Regions from separate parts of the Rattus norvegicus genome. Here all the other regions are linked to region 3. A link is a contact called in public Hi-C data. All regions are on one chromosome and are shown on one strand. Each heading gives the region's core, a stretch centred on a gene start, on an enhancer-like site or on the middle of the called end of the contact. The rest is flanking DNA. Distances are from core to core; before and after follow the strand shown. Region 1 overlaps LOC108350781 (a long non-coding RNA gene). Region 2 holds the start of Crebl2 (cAMP responsive element binding protein-like 2). Region 3 holds the start of Borcs5 (BLOC-1 related complex subunit 5).

Evidence for each region. A called contact is a pair of places that touch in the nucleus more often than the background predicts.
Region 1: a contact with region 3 is called in a Hi-C map of Schwann cells, with 5 times the contacts expected there. The contact joins the enhancer-like site here to the promoter of Borcs5 in region 3. A contact is called at or near these places in 4 of 12 Hi-C or Micro-C datasets (Schwann cells, liver and prefrontal cortex).
Region 2: a contact with region 3 is called in a Hi-C map of psoas muscle, with 2.3 times the contacts expected there. The contact joins the promoter of Crebl2 here to the promoter of Borcs5 in region 3. A contact is called at or near these places in 3 of 12 Hi-C or Micro-C datasets (the A7r5 cell line, mammary epithelial cells and psoas muscle).

The regions. Positions count from the first base shown.
Region 1 is chr4:169,434,304-169,438,575 of GRCr8, forward strand. It overlaps LOC108350781 (a long non-coding RNA gene), which reads left to right. Exons shown (of 3, transcript XR_001837740.3): 1 at 1-1,373. Among named protein-coding and RNA genes, the nearest start is that of Crebl2, 32 kb to the left of the region's middle. Within about 2 kb of position 1,253, at least 38 of the 93 cell types and tissues checked have an H3K27ac peak or open chromatin away from gene starts, as enhancers often do. A contact at or near this core is called in Schwann cells and prefrontal cortex, where this site is marked.
Region 2 is chr4:169,402,974-169,407,782 of GRCr8, forward strand. Crebl2 (cAMP responsive element binding protein-like 2) reads left to right here and starts at 1,790. Exons shown (of 5, transcript NM_001015027.1): 1 at 1,790-1,947. The coding sequence starts at 1,933.
Region 3 is chr4:169,202,449-169,207,095 of GRCr8, forward strand. It overlaps Borcs5 (BLOC-1 related complex subunit 5), which reads left to right and starts at 2,270. Exons shown (of 4, transcript NM_001108650.2): 1 at 2,270-2,343. The coding sequence starts at 2,286.

The sequences.
Region 1 (4,272 bases), core at 3-2,502, 230 kb after region 3:
GTGGTACAATTCCTTCTGCCCACTATGGGTAGTACAATTCCTTCTGCCCACTATGGGTAGTACAATTCCTTCTGCCCACTATGGGTAGTACAATTCCTTCTGCCCACTATGGGTAGTACAATTCCTTCTGCCCACTATGGGTGGTACAATTCCTTCTGCCCACTATGGGTGGTACAATTCCTTCTGCCTACTATGGGTGGTACAGTTCCTCCTACAAAGGATCCTGGACTGAATAAAAGGATAAAATGATCTAAGCAAGGTTCACTCTTCCTCCCTCCCTCCCTCCCTCCCTCTCCTTCCTCCCCTCCTTCTCCCCCTCTTCCTCACACTGGTTCTTGGCTGCCAAGATGATGTGACCAACTCTTTCAAGTTCCTGCTGCCTTAAATTAGCTTCCATGATGGACTGTACCTTGAACTGTGAACCTTTCACAGTCATTTGAACCTTTCCTCCCTAGAGTTTTTTGTGTCACAGTATTTAATCACACGAACAAGAAAATAAACTAAGAAAGATACCGTGCGTAAATTTAACTTTCATGAAACGGGGTCTTTCTCTGCAGCACAAAGAGCCCTTGAATTCCAGGTCCTCTTGCCTCATCCTCTCAAGTACTAGAATCATATGTGTATAGCATCCCTGGCTTAAAGCAGTGTTTTATTGTTTGCTATTTATTTGGAGGGGTGTGTGGTTGTGTGTGTGTGTGTGTGTGTGTGTGAATGTGTATGTGTGCACACATACATACACCACAGCATGCATAGAGATCAGAGCTCAAACTATGGGAATCTGTTTTCTCCTTCTATCCTGTGGGTTTAGGAGCTCAAACTCAGGTCCAGACCAGGCTTGGTATCAAGCACCTTTAAACATTGAATTATCTCACCGGACTCCAAAAACCCTTTTAAAAAGGCTTCTGAGAAAGAATAGATAGCACGTCTTGACGTGTTCACATTTGGAAAAAGTCCAGAACTGCCTAGATTGTAGCAGCTCAAAAAATTAGAAACTGAGAGGCCTGAGGTCAATGAGATAGGCCTGAACGGAATTCATTCCACACCGAGTTTAACTGACTATTTAACCCTGCACATGTGCACCCGCTCAGGGGAAACTAGAGGGTATTGCCATGACGACATCTGCACGTTCTCTGAACCAAATTATGGAAGCAGCCGAGGGGCAGAATGGAGCTCAGACTGTATAGTGCTTACCGAGCACGCACAAAGTCCTGGATTTGCTGCCAGCAAGGAAAAACGTCAGATGTGGTGATGCATGCCTGTAATCCCAGGACGGGGGACGTTGAGGCAGGAGGATCAGGGAGTACAAAATCAGCCCGGGGTACATGAGAGACGCTGACTTAGAAAGAAAAGGAACAGAAAACAGAGAAGACACGGTAAGTGCTGTGGGTTTGGTGGTCTGCCGGGGCTTTTTTGAGCGTGATCACATTTGTAAAATGGTTTAAAAAAAATATTTTGAGTAGCGATTTCGCGCCTGTAACGGGTATTATTTGCCAGGGGACTTCCTCTGATGTTTGAAGCTTTGCATTTTGAGCACACCAATTAACTCATAGCTGAGTCTGGGTACTCAGCAAGCTTGGCTGTGTGGTTGCTAAGAGACCAAGATTTCTCTGAATTCCGATGACTAGTTTGGTCAAGAGAGGGCTCTGCCCGCTAGCCACAGCGCCGTCAAGCGGCAATCTGCAGAACTGCATCCGGGTTCTTCAGCCTTCCCTTCCTGACGAATTTGAACAAAGGCGGGCTATGCATCCTTTCAAGGTCTGCGCGCAGCAACGACGTTTTTTTTCCTCCAACACATGAATTGTGTCGCAGTAAGCAGGAGAGATACAGAACTGATTACCAAATTAAAAATAAATATTAAATAAAATGTATTGGTGTGTGTGTGTGTGTGTGTGTGTGTGTGTGTGTGTGTGTGTAGAACCATAAGGCAGGGGTATGGTGGATACAACTTTCTGGAGCTGGTTCTTTCCGTTTAGGGACAGAACTCAGTCAAATTGGTGGCAAGCACCTCTACCTGCTGAGCCATCTCACCCACCCACCCAGTTTGCCAGGAATGGTAGATCATCCTTTTTTTTTTTTTTTTTTTTTTTTTTTTGGTTCTTTTTTTCAGAGCTGGGGACCGAACCCAGGGCCTTGTGCTTGCTAGGCAAGCACTCTACCACTGAGCTAAATCCCCAACCCCGATCATCCTTAACTTTACTTAAGTGGCTTGATGACAATCTTCTAAAGGGTAAGAGGCTTCCTTCTGCTCTGGATAAAAATGTATGTAACTTAATATTTTCTAAATTTCTTTTTATGAACACTGGTGTTCTGCCTGTGTATGTATGTCTGTGTGAGGTTGTCAGATCCCCTGGAACTGGAATTAGACAGTTGTGAGCTGCCATGTAGGTGCTGGGAATTGAACCCAGGTCCTTTTTTTTCTTCTTTTTTCTTTTTTTCGGAGCTGGGGACCGAACCCAGGGCCTTGCGCTTGCTAGGCAAGTGCTCTACCGCTGAGCTAAATCCCCAACCCCACAGCCAGTGTTCTTAAGCACTAAATATTTTATGTATTTGCTTTTTATTAGACATAGTCCTGCTTTGTAACTAGGCTGGCCTGGAGCTCAACTATTATAGTCCAGCATGTGTGAGAGGGAGTGGGGGTGGGGGTGATGTTGGGGACTAACCTTCTTACATGTTAGACCGTCACTTTGCCATTGGGCTATAGCCTTTTTTTATTTTTTAATTTGAAGACGCAGGGCATGCCAGCATAAGACTTTAATCCCAGCACTCTGGCCACAGAGGCAGGCAGATCTGTATGAGTCTAAGTCTTGCCTGGTGAGTCCCAGGGACAGCCAGGGTTACATAATGAGACATTAACTTAAAAAAAAAAATTAAATTTGTAAAAAAACCGAAAATTAAACAAAGCTAAGTGTAGAGCTGCAAACTGGTGTAAACCCAGTATTTGGAAGGTAAAACCAGGAGAGTCAGGAGTTCAAGGCTAACCTTGTCTTTGTATAAAGTTCTAAACCAGCTTAGCCTACTTGTATCAAAACCAAAAATCCATAAAGAAAGCGAGCTGGTCAACTGTGCTGCTTATTTTTGTCAACTCGACACAAGCTGGAGTCATTTGGAAAGAGGAACTTAATTGAGAAAATGTCTCCATCAGACTAGCCTGGAAGCGAATCTGTCCGAGGATTTTCTTGACAGGTGATTGGTATGGGAAAGCCCCGCCCACTGGATCGGTGGCCCTGTGCTTTATAAATAAGCTGAGCAAGCATTGGGGAAAGCCAGTGAGTAACATTATTCCCAGGCCTCTGCTGTGGCTTCTGACTCCAGGCTCCTGCTTGACTTCCCTTCATGATAGGCTGTTACAGGGACATGTAAGGCAAAATAAAACCTTTCCTCCCCCGTGGTTTTTATCCCAGGAACAGAAGCAAGCTAAGACATACATACATAAATACATACATACATGCATACAATAACATTAAATTATACAGGGTCTGGAAAGATGGTTCACCAATTAAAAGCATTGGCTGTTCTCCCAAAAGACCTAGGTTCAATTCCCAGCACCCACCTGGCTGCTCGCAACCACCTGCGACTCCAGCAACTCCAGCTGCAGAGGATCCGATGTCCTCTTCCGGCTTCCTCAGGCACCCGTACACATCTACAATACACAGACTGACGGCACAGGCACACACACACACACACACACACACACACACACACACACACACACACACACCACACACACCACACACACATACACACCACACACACCACACACACACACACCACACACACCACACACACATACACACCACACACACACACACCACACACATACACACACACCACACACACACACCACACACACACACACCACACACACACACCACACACATACACACACACCACACACATACACACCACACACACACACACCACACACACACACCACACACATACACACACACCACACACACACCACACACACACACACCACACACACACACCACACACACACATCACACACATACACACACACCACACACACACCACACACACACACCACACACACACACCACACACATACACACACACATACACCACACACACACACCACACACATACACACACACATACCACACACACACATCACACACCTACACACACACCACACACACACACCACACACATACACCACACACATACACACACACATACCACACACACATCACACACCTACACACACACACACCACACACACACACACCACACACACCACACACACACACA
Region 2 (4,809 bases), core at 540-3,039, 200 kb after region 3:
GGCCTGTTTAAAATATTAATTCTAGGGCTGGAGAGATGGCTCAGCGGTTAAGAGCACCAACTGCTCTTCCTGAGGTCCTGAGTTCAAATCCCAGCAACCACATGGTGGCTCACAACCATCTGTAACGGGATCTGATGCCCTCTTCTGGTGTGTCTGACGACAGCTACAGTGTATTCATATACATAAAATAAATAAATATTAAAAAAATAAAATATTAATTCTAATCTCAAAAAAAGGAGTGCTGCAGAGATGGCTGCAAAAATAAGAGCTCCTGAGTTCAGATTCCCCAGGATCCATGTCAAAAGCTGCGCCCGCCCCCTCTGCAAGGGCCAAGGAAGCAGAGATAGGTGGCTGGCCCTGTGACCCTGAGTCAACGATGTGCATCAAGATAGAAGAGGACACACACACAGCTTAAATACAAATGTAACTATATATCCTGTATATTTACTACTGATTCCCACAACACCACCTCAGTTGAATTTCGGAAAGGGTACTGTAAATGCGTTTGTAAAGAATGAGCTCAAGGCTTTCCAGAAGTAATAGATAAAATCGCAATCTTTGGCCAGTTCTCACAGCCCAAGAGTGGCTCACAATAACAGTTAACAAACCGGCTTATTGAGTCAAGAGACACTTTAGAGATCTCTTCATAACTTGACCCAAATAAATGTTAAGTAGGTTTTTTTTTTGTTGTTGTTTTTTGTTTTTGTTTGGCCTATTCACAGGATGGTGCAGCCGTCACCAAAATCAATTCAGAGCATTTTCAGGCAACAAGAAACCAAAATTCCTCTTCTTCCCTGACATTCCTTAGCCCCAGCATTTGGCAACAACAGACTAGTCCTTTTAGTTGTGCCAATTCTGGATACTTCCTTATAAGCTGGATCGAACAACATACGGCCTTTGGTGACTGGCGCCTAACATTTTAGTCAAAGCTTACTGATATAATAGAGTGTACCTGTTTCTTTCTCTTTTCTTTTATGTTTGTTCGTTCTGTATAACCGTCCTGACTGTCCTGGAATGTGCTCTGTGGACCAGGTTGCTTCTGCCTCCTGAGTGTTGGGATGAAGCGTGTGGCATCACTGTTTTCACTTTTTGAGTACTGAGTCTTCAACATTCAGCGAGATACGAGATAACATTTATGTACGCGTTTTTGTGTGGTTGTGTGGCTGCGTTTCTTTTGACTGTATACCTAGAAGTGGTTCTATGGTAACTAAGTCTTGTATTTAATGTTCTGAAGAACTAAGCAATTGTTTCCCAAAGCATCTGCCCCACTTTACCGTGGGCCGTCATGGGAGAGGAGGGAAAGCATTTGCCCTAGCCTTCCAGTTCTCTACCTTCAGCTCGGCCTCCGCTGAGCCTTGAACAGTCTCTCTTCTCTGCAAGGTCCCGGCCCTCCGCAACCAAAACATTATTAAAATTAAATGTTGTAGGAACTAGTTCCGTCTTGATTCAGGCCCGCCTCCTGGGCGCTGCTAGGCCACACACAGGAAAACAGCCTAGGCAGCGGAGGCTACCTGGACGTCGTAGTTCCCTTCCCAGTCGGTCGCGCAGAGAATATGCAAGGAAAAACTACAATTCCCAAAATGCCACTGTGCTATGGCGGCCGAAGGGGCCAATCGGCCTGCAGAGCCCCGCCCCCCTCGGGTTGGGCCACTTGCCAGTGCGTCTGTAAACACTCCCGGAGCCTGTCATGGGGCGGGAGGAGGAGGCGGTGACCGAGCGGGGAGGTGCCTGGGGCAGCCTCCAGGGTCCGCTCTGCCATTCCTGAACTGATCCGGGTCCCCGTGACCGTGGCTTCAGGGAAGCGAACTGTTAGGCGAAGGAGGAGGCAGTCAGAGCCATATCCCCTTCTTCCCCGGGGCGGGGGCCGGGCCTGGCCCGCTGAGGAGGGGGAGGGCCGGGAGGGCGTCGGGCCGGGCCGGCCTGTCTGCGGAGATGGATGACAGCAAGGTAAGTCCTGGGCTGGCCGCCGCCGCCTGCTTGTCGCCGCACGTAGTCTCGCCGCCCAGTCTCAGTTCAGAAGTCCACGCGAGCACTCACGAAACACCTGCCATAGATACCAGTGTGCCTCATGTCCCCTGGCACCCCGCCAGGATATTAGGGAGCATCAGGCTGCAGTTTTCTAGCAAGGGCCCTGGCCCTTGCAAAATTTTCACACCCGGGTAACCGTGTTTGCTTGGGGGTCCAAGGAGTGCAAGCCCTCGTCTCTGACCTGGAGGTCGAAATAAGTGAAGAATCTACTGTGCTTCACTCCCCCCTCCCCCGTCTCCCCCCCTTCCTTGCGTTTTCCATTTGGGAGAGATTAATTCGTGCGTCCTGAATTAGGCATAATCACCCTTGATGGTTTTCCCTCCCTCAGTCTCGCTCACTCAATGCCCCATTCATCTAGTCAGTTCACTCCCCCAACCCTGAGCTGTTTTCCTGGGGTTGGTTGAAAAAGTGCTTAGCTCCTGTTGCTATCAGATCACGGCCTGTAATCTACCTCTAAAAACCTTCTTTTAGAAAAACAGTAGTTTTCTCCGTTTTTAATTCAACTCAGTGTCCGTATCCAGCCTTTCATCCCTAGCACACTTATTTATGACTATAAAATAGCGCTCATTATGAGTTAATTCGTAGATCTGTGATTCCATCTTCTCAAGTTACTTGAGCTTCACATTTCATGAAGATAGGAGTAGTCAGGGAGTTTATTAATGCCTTATGATGTCTGGGGATTGGGCCTTTCATTTTCAGGAATCAAGCATTTTAAATTTGTCTCTATTGTGGAGGAACCCCAGGCTAGCCTCAAACTCTCTCAGTAGCCGAGAATGGTCTTCAGCTGCCTCCCTGCCTCTTCCACCTGCCAAGGGCTGGGATGTCCAATAGGAACTTCATGCTTGGCATACATTTTGCCAATATTTAAATTAAGCTGTTCCTTCCCCATGCTTTTCAAAGTCTTACTTTTTCGTAATCTGCTGTATTCCTTGGAAGAGCTTTTTCCTTCAGGTACCGCCCCCTTTTTTCCATCTTACAAAATTTTGTTGCTCTTAATTTTTTTGTTTCACACATCCTCAGACAGGTAGGGAGAAAGAAAATCCAGTTTATCTTGGCTGGTTGTTTTATTCTGTATTAATGCTGTATTAATATATAACGTATTCATGTGGCAGACTCTGAGAAGAGGTAGAAGGGAGAGAGCCCCGCACTGTCATCTGCCTCCTGGACACACCTAGGAGAACCAACTGCTTGTGAAATAGCAAACTCTTCCTGACAGGAAGTGGTATTTTCAAAATAGAAAGGGAGAGTTCCGAGAGTTTTCCAGGAAATATTTTTCCAGTCTTTACTACCTTAATCTTTCCGTGTTGATCCTGAAATGAAGTCTGCAAGCTGTATCCATTGTCTTCTCAGCATCTCAAGGATGCTGAAAGAGTATAGCAGTCTTCTTCCTCACCTGGAGACTTTGATGTGCTTTTGCCGTTGTATAATGTATAATTTTCGGTTATACCCTTTCCAGACCTATGGTGTATTTCACAGCTTTCTTAAGGTCTCTAGTCGTTCCAAACAAAAGTACATCGGGTTTTGAAATACTTTACTTACCAAAAGATCATATACAGTTTTTGATTTGTTGGTTGGTTGGTTCTTGAGGGGTGTTTGTTTTCAGAAAGAGTCTCTTGTAGCCTAGGTAGGCTTCCCAATTTTCAGTGAAGCCAAGAATGACCTTGAATTTCAGGTCCAACCCCCTCCACCTCTCCAGGGCTGGGATTGCAGGCCTGTGCTACTGTACTTGGCTATATGTGGGCGTAGGGCTTGAGCCAAGCTAGGGCTCTGTGCATGCCAGAATAGCACTCTACCGACTAGTTATATCCCCAACTGCATAGAGGTCACTTCTGAAACCAGCACGTGATAGTGGGGTTATGGGCAATATAAAGATTTATGTAGTAGTTCTCTTAGGTAGGGTTTTACTGCTGTGAATAGACACCATGGCCAAGGCAACTCTCATAAGGACAACATTTAATTGGGACTGGCTTAGAGGTTTAGTCAATACCATTAAGATAGGAACATGGCAGCATCCAGGTAGTCATGGTGCAGGAGGAGCTGAGAGTTCTACATCTTCATCTGAAGGTGGCTAGCAGAATACTGACCAGTTCCCAGGCAGCTAGGACAAGGGTATTAAAGCCCACACCCACAAGGCCACACCTACTCCAATAAGGCTACACCTCCAAAGAGTGTCACTCCCTGGGTCAAGCCTATACAAACCATCATAGTAGTGTACCTTAAAATGCTAGGTACTAGTGACTATTTCAAACAATGGCATTGAGATTGCCTAGAGGTACTCAGGCTTTGTTAACTAATAAGCTGCAGGTGTGTTCTCCAGCCCGCCCAGACAGACTGTTGCGGCTGGGAAAAGAGAGGGCATGTGATAGGATTTGGGTGCTTGATTGAACACCTAGAACAGAGAACTTAGGAGAGTGCCTAAGCAGCAGACTTTCCTAGATAGTTCTGAGATCTTTAATTAGATTAGTAAAGAAGGAAAAACTCCCAAGTTGCTGAAGCTCTCTGAACTTCTACCTAGGCTTTTAAATGAGGCCAATCCCTTCCTTGGAGGCTTGCTCAGGCAGACTTTGAGATGACACACCTATGAGTGTTTAGTAAGGAGTCTCACACACAGCACTCACAAATGCGACCTTATCGTCTTACTGAGCAAAGACGTCTATGGGGTCTGAGATCCTTGTTTTGGTCCTTGCTAAGTGACATTTGTAGCCAGGTTTACACTTACACTAGACGGGACAAGAGGGCATAATTGGATATAAACTGAACTTCACTTTTGTCCTTACCTGC
Region 3 (4,647 bases), core at 1,020-3,519:
GAACTCAGGACCTCTGGATGAGCAGTCAGTGCTCTTAACCGCTGAGCCACCTCTCCAGCCCCTCATTGCCTTGTTAAGGGGAGTTGAAGCAAGAACCAGTTTTTTGAAACCACAGCCCAAATAATTTCAATTTTCACCACTTCGGAAACCACGTCTTTATTGGTCTCGGAGCTGTGAAATTTAAATGAGGTGAAGTATGGAGCGTATGTGTGTCATAGCAGAAGAAAGTTCAAAATCCCAGGTCAATCTGGCTCTGCTGATATTCTATTTATACACAAAGTCTAAGCACCTTTTCTTGTTTTGTCTCTTAAGTCTCATGTAGACTAGGCTGGCCTCAAACTCTCTAAGTACCCAAGGACAACTTTGAACCCCTGACCCTCTTGTCTCCACCACCACAGTTTCCGAGCACCGGAATACAGGCTGTTGTACAGGACTATGAACCAAACTTCAGGATTCCAACTGGGCCTGCTAGCCAAAGATCACCACAGCGGGGCGTTCTGACTTCATTCCAGGAAGGAAAGAGAGGGTAAGGGGTGGGGGTGGATCATGGAACTCTCAGCTGAGTATCCAGCCACTCCTCACAACCAGTTATGCAGTTGTGTGCAATTCTGCTTGAAGGTGGCTTTTGGGGTGAGGGCTATCTCTGGGTGGAGCTAGGGTATATAGGTGGGACACGAAGGGCTGGGACTCTAGTTACACAGCTAAATGCATGTACTGTCTGGTTTTGTGTGTCAGCTTGACACAGCTGGAGTTATCACAGAGAACGGAGCCTCCCTTGAAGAAATGACTTCATGAGATCCAGCTGTAAGGCATTTTCTCAATGAGTGATCAAGGGTAGGGGCAGGCATTGTGGGTGGTGCCATCCCTGGGCTGGTGGTCTTGGGTTCTATAAGAAAGGAGACTGAGCAAGTTGAGGGAAGCAAGCCAGTAAGTAGCACCCCTCTATGGCCTCTGCATCAGCTCCTGCCTCCAGGGTCCTGTCCTGACTTCCTTTGGAGATGAACAGCAATGTGGGAGTATAAGCTGAGTAAACCTTTTCTTCCACAGCTTGCGTTTGGGTCACGATGTTGTGTGCAGAAATATAAACCCTGACTAAGACAATGGGAATGTCCCTGCATGTTGCGTGCTGAACTTTCAGTGTGGCTGTTTTAAACCATGGTCCTGCCGCCTCAACCCTTGCTCTGTAAATGAGCCTAGTAAAATCCACTGATTCCTCAGGCTGAACTTCGGGGTAGTTGAGACTGTAGGAGGGTGTCGATGTATTTATATCTCCCCAAGGGAAGGAATTTTAAAACGCAGGTATACATCAAAAAGCCTAGCTGCTTGTAATTTTTGAAGCAGATGAGAGAACCCCTAACCATCTATCTGTGATTTGCGCAGATAAGCAATTTCCTTTTTTTGTTAGCTGTATATCTTCCTGGCTTCTAGTAGTCCCATAGTGACCTGTCAAGAAAGCAGCACATCCTAACAATTTCTTATTTCTAAAACTCTTTAAAAAAAACAAAAACAAAAAACAAACAAACAAAACCACCCGACTCTTGGCATTTCCTGCCTGCCCTCCCCCTCTTCAAAACTCCCTGCTTTCAAAGTTTAGAAAAGAGCTTTGCTTCAGTACTAGCGTGAATTGAAATTTGAGGGCTACAGACCACCTTTCTTCCTCATTGGTAAAATAGAGGTAAAAATACCGATTTTGCCTGACCTGGTGGTTTACCCCTGTAAACTCTTAACAGTAGGTTGAGACAGGAGGATCAAGAGTTGGAGGTCACCAGGGCTACAGTGTGAACTTCTGTCTCAAAAACAAAAATCAAGCCCATTTTGTAAAGTTGTTTGAAGATAACCAGCATTACAGTTCTTAACATGTGTTGTTCACAATGCTACACAAGGTAGGAAATGACTTTATCTTCTGGTCATCTTTGACCTTGGGGAAGCCTGGCCCTTTAAGACAGCGCCGCCCCAGCCTCCAGCGCGCGCCTCCTGCCCCGCCCCGTCTCTCCGGCTTGGAGGCGGGACCTTCAAACCCGGAACTGAAGGCCTTGCGTCTCCCGCGCGGCCAATCGGCGTCCCGGAAGGAGCGAGTTGAAACAACTGAGCCAGTGAATGACAGCAGCGCCGCCCGCCGGTCGCGACCGTAGCCCCGCCGGTGTCGCGAGCCTTCTGTCAACCCGCCCCTCAGGAAGGCGAGTGGCGGCGTGCCTTCGCGCCGCGCCTCCTCGAGTATCTGTGGTCCTGCGGGGTCTCCCCACTCTCCCCGGCCCCTGCCCCGCTGTCCCTTTGCTGCTGGCGCCATGGGCAGCGAGCAGAGCGCGGAGGCCGAGAGCCGCCCCGGCGATCTGAACGCCTCAGGTCGGTGCCTCACCTCCCGCACGGGTGTTGCTGGCGGAGCCGACAGCCCCAGTGAAGGGCCCTCAGTGTGCCCTAACACTGAGAAAGCGTGGCCTCCCGCCCAAATCCTGGTTCCCTAAACCGGCTAGCTCAGCTTCACCCTAATTCTTAAAAAACGATCTCCTTAATGTTCGGGTCCAGGACTCCTCACTGATGCCCGAGATTTGGCTAACCTGGATTGATCATAGCCAGAACCGCTAAGATCAGGTTCTCTGAAAATCAGGGTGTCGGGGTACTTTTTCAGAAGGGACCTGTGAGCACTGGGTGGCCACTCTCAATGTTTGGGTGCAAATATTTCCAGGAACTGCTCTTTCCCATTCAGGTATCGGGTCCGTTTTTTGATAAGTTGGCTAGATGGCCGGCAGTCTCTAGTGTATCTTCTGTTCACATTTCTTTAGATTTCTCAAAGCGTTTGGGGTAGGAATCGGAAGGGTATTGTGCTGGACCTATAGTGGGTACTCAATAAAACAGCTGGTAGTTGAAAACCATTTGGTCCTTTTGTTGTTGTTACTTAGGTAACCTCTGAGAGTGCCCTGGATAGGCTCAAGGGTTGCAAGCCTAATTAGTTAAAATGTCTGATGGCAAAAGAGTCGCAGAATGGCTCTCTACTTGGTAACCTTTGCCACTCAGAAATGTGGAAGCTAACAGATGCAGGGATGATTCATGCTGAAGGGCGTTCCTCACGAGCTCCTTCAAGAGCTGCAGTCGGGCTTGAATCCACTAGCTTTGTCGTGCTTTGATTCCTTGGAAGGCCTAGAGCGTCATGTCTGTTTTTAACAAACCCGCAAAACTGGCTCACCTCTTACTTTTCTGTGTCAGGCCAGAAGCATACTTTAGGGGAAGTAGTGTGGCCTCCTATCACACAGCTGCTCATCCGGGAACCAACAGCATGGGCTTAGTTCTGATAGAATTTACATACCCTCCTGTGCCAGACCTTTACATATGTTTATATGTAATTTTTTTTTTTTTTTGGTTCTTTTTTTTGGAGCTGGGGACCGAACCCAGGGCCTTGCACTTCCTAGGTAAGCGCTCTACCACTGAGCTAAATCCCCAGCCCCTATATGTAATTTTTATAGTATACATATTTTTTGCCCACATCTTTACCCGTTTTATGAAGAAATAATGCCTAAATACTTTCATGTCCCTCTTCCTTTGAGTCTGGGGAGAGGAGGGTGGTGTAATTTGTAACAGAAAAGACTGGTACGACTTTTGTAAAACAAAGTTAGATAAATTACAAAGCCAGGATAAACTTTTCCTGAAAAAGCAATAAAAGCAGAGGCCTGTCATTGTTGTCCTCTGTCCCCTACTCCCACCCCAGCAAGGTCAGGCATCAGGAGAGGCTAGCTTCTAGAAGACAGAGTAGTTTCTGTGATATCTACGTTCAAACTGATGGGCCTGAGTGTACTTATTGTCCAGTAGAACTTTCGAGTATTAAGACATTTTAGGGTTCATTCTCGTTCCAGCCAGGGAATTATTTGGGTAAGAGACTTCTTGTTCTAGAGACTCCTTGTAGGTTTAAATTGACATACCCCAGAAGCAATGCTCCAATTTTCTGAACGCCGCCTCTGCCTGAAATGGTCCTGTTGATGGTTTCTGCCTTCTGTGCTGCACCAAAGCTCCCCAGAGCCTTAGGTATAGACTTACAATCTGTGGTTGGAACCAGAGGTTTCGGCCACTACTGGCTCTGTTCAACACACCTGGTTGGCTTTGATATGGTTGGCATTCCGTGTCACCAAGAAACCCTCAGTGCCTTTCCTAAATCTGTTTCTAGGGCTGCTGACCTTGGGCAAATCTGTAAACTACAGAACAATCAAAGAAGGAGACGTTAAAAAAAATTGCCTGTGCTTTTGTGTGTTGAGTAATAAAATTGCATGGTTATGAAAGAATTCATTCATGTTATAGCTTTCTGTTATGTTTGAGGGTTTGCCATATATATATATATATATATATATATATATATATATATATATATATGAAAATAGAAAAATAGAAGTCTTGGGCTTGGGCTGGGGCCATGTAGCTCAGTGGTAAGACACTTGCCTAGTATGTGATAGGCTCTGGGTACAATCCTTAGTACCACAGGGAGGGGAAAAAGAAAAAGTTGTCTATGATCTACCTTTGCCAGCCCCACTAGAAAGTAACTACATTTGGTTCTGTAAAAACATTCTTTTTTTCTTCCTTTGTGACAATATTTTATGTAGTCTAGATGGAGCTATACTCCAAAGGCTGTTGATTTTTTTAAACAAAATATTATTATGGGTCTAG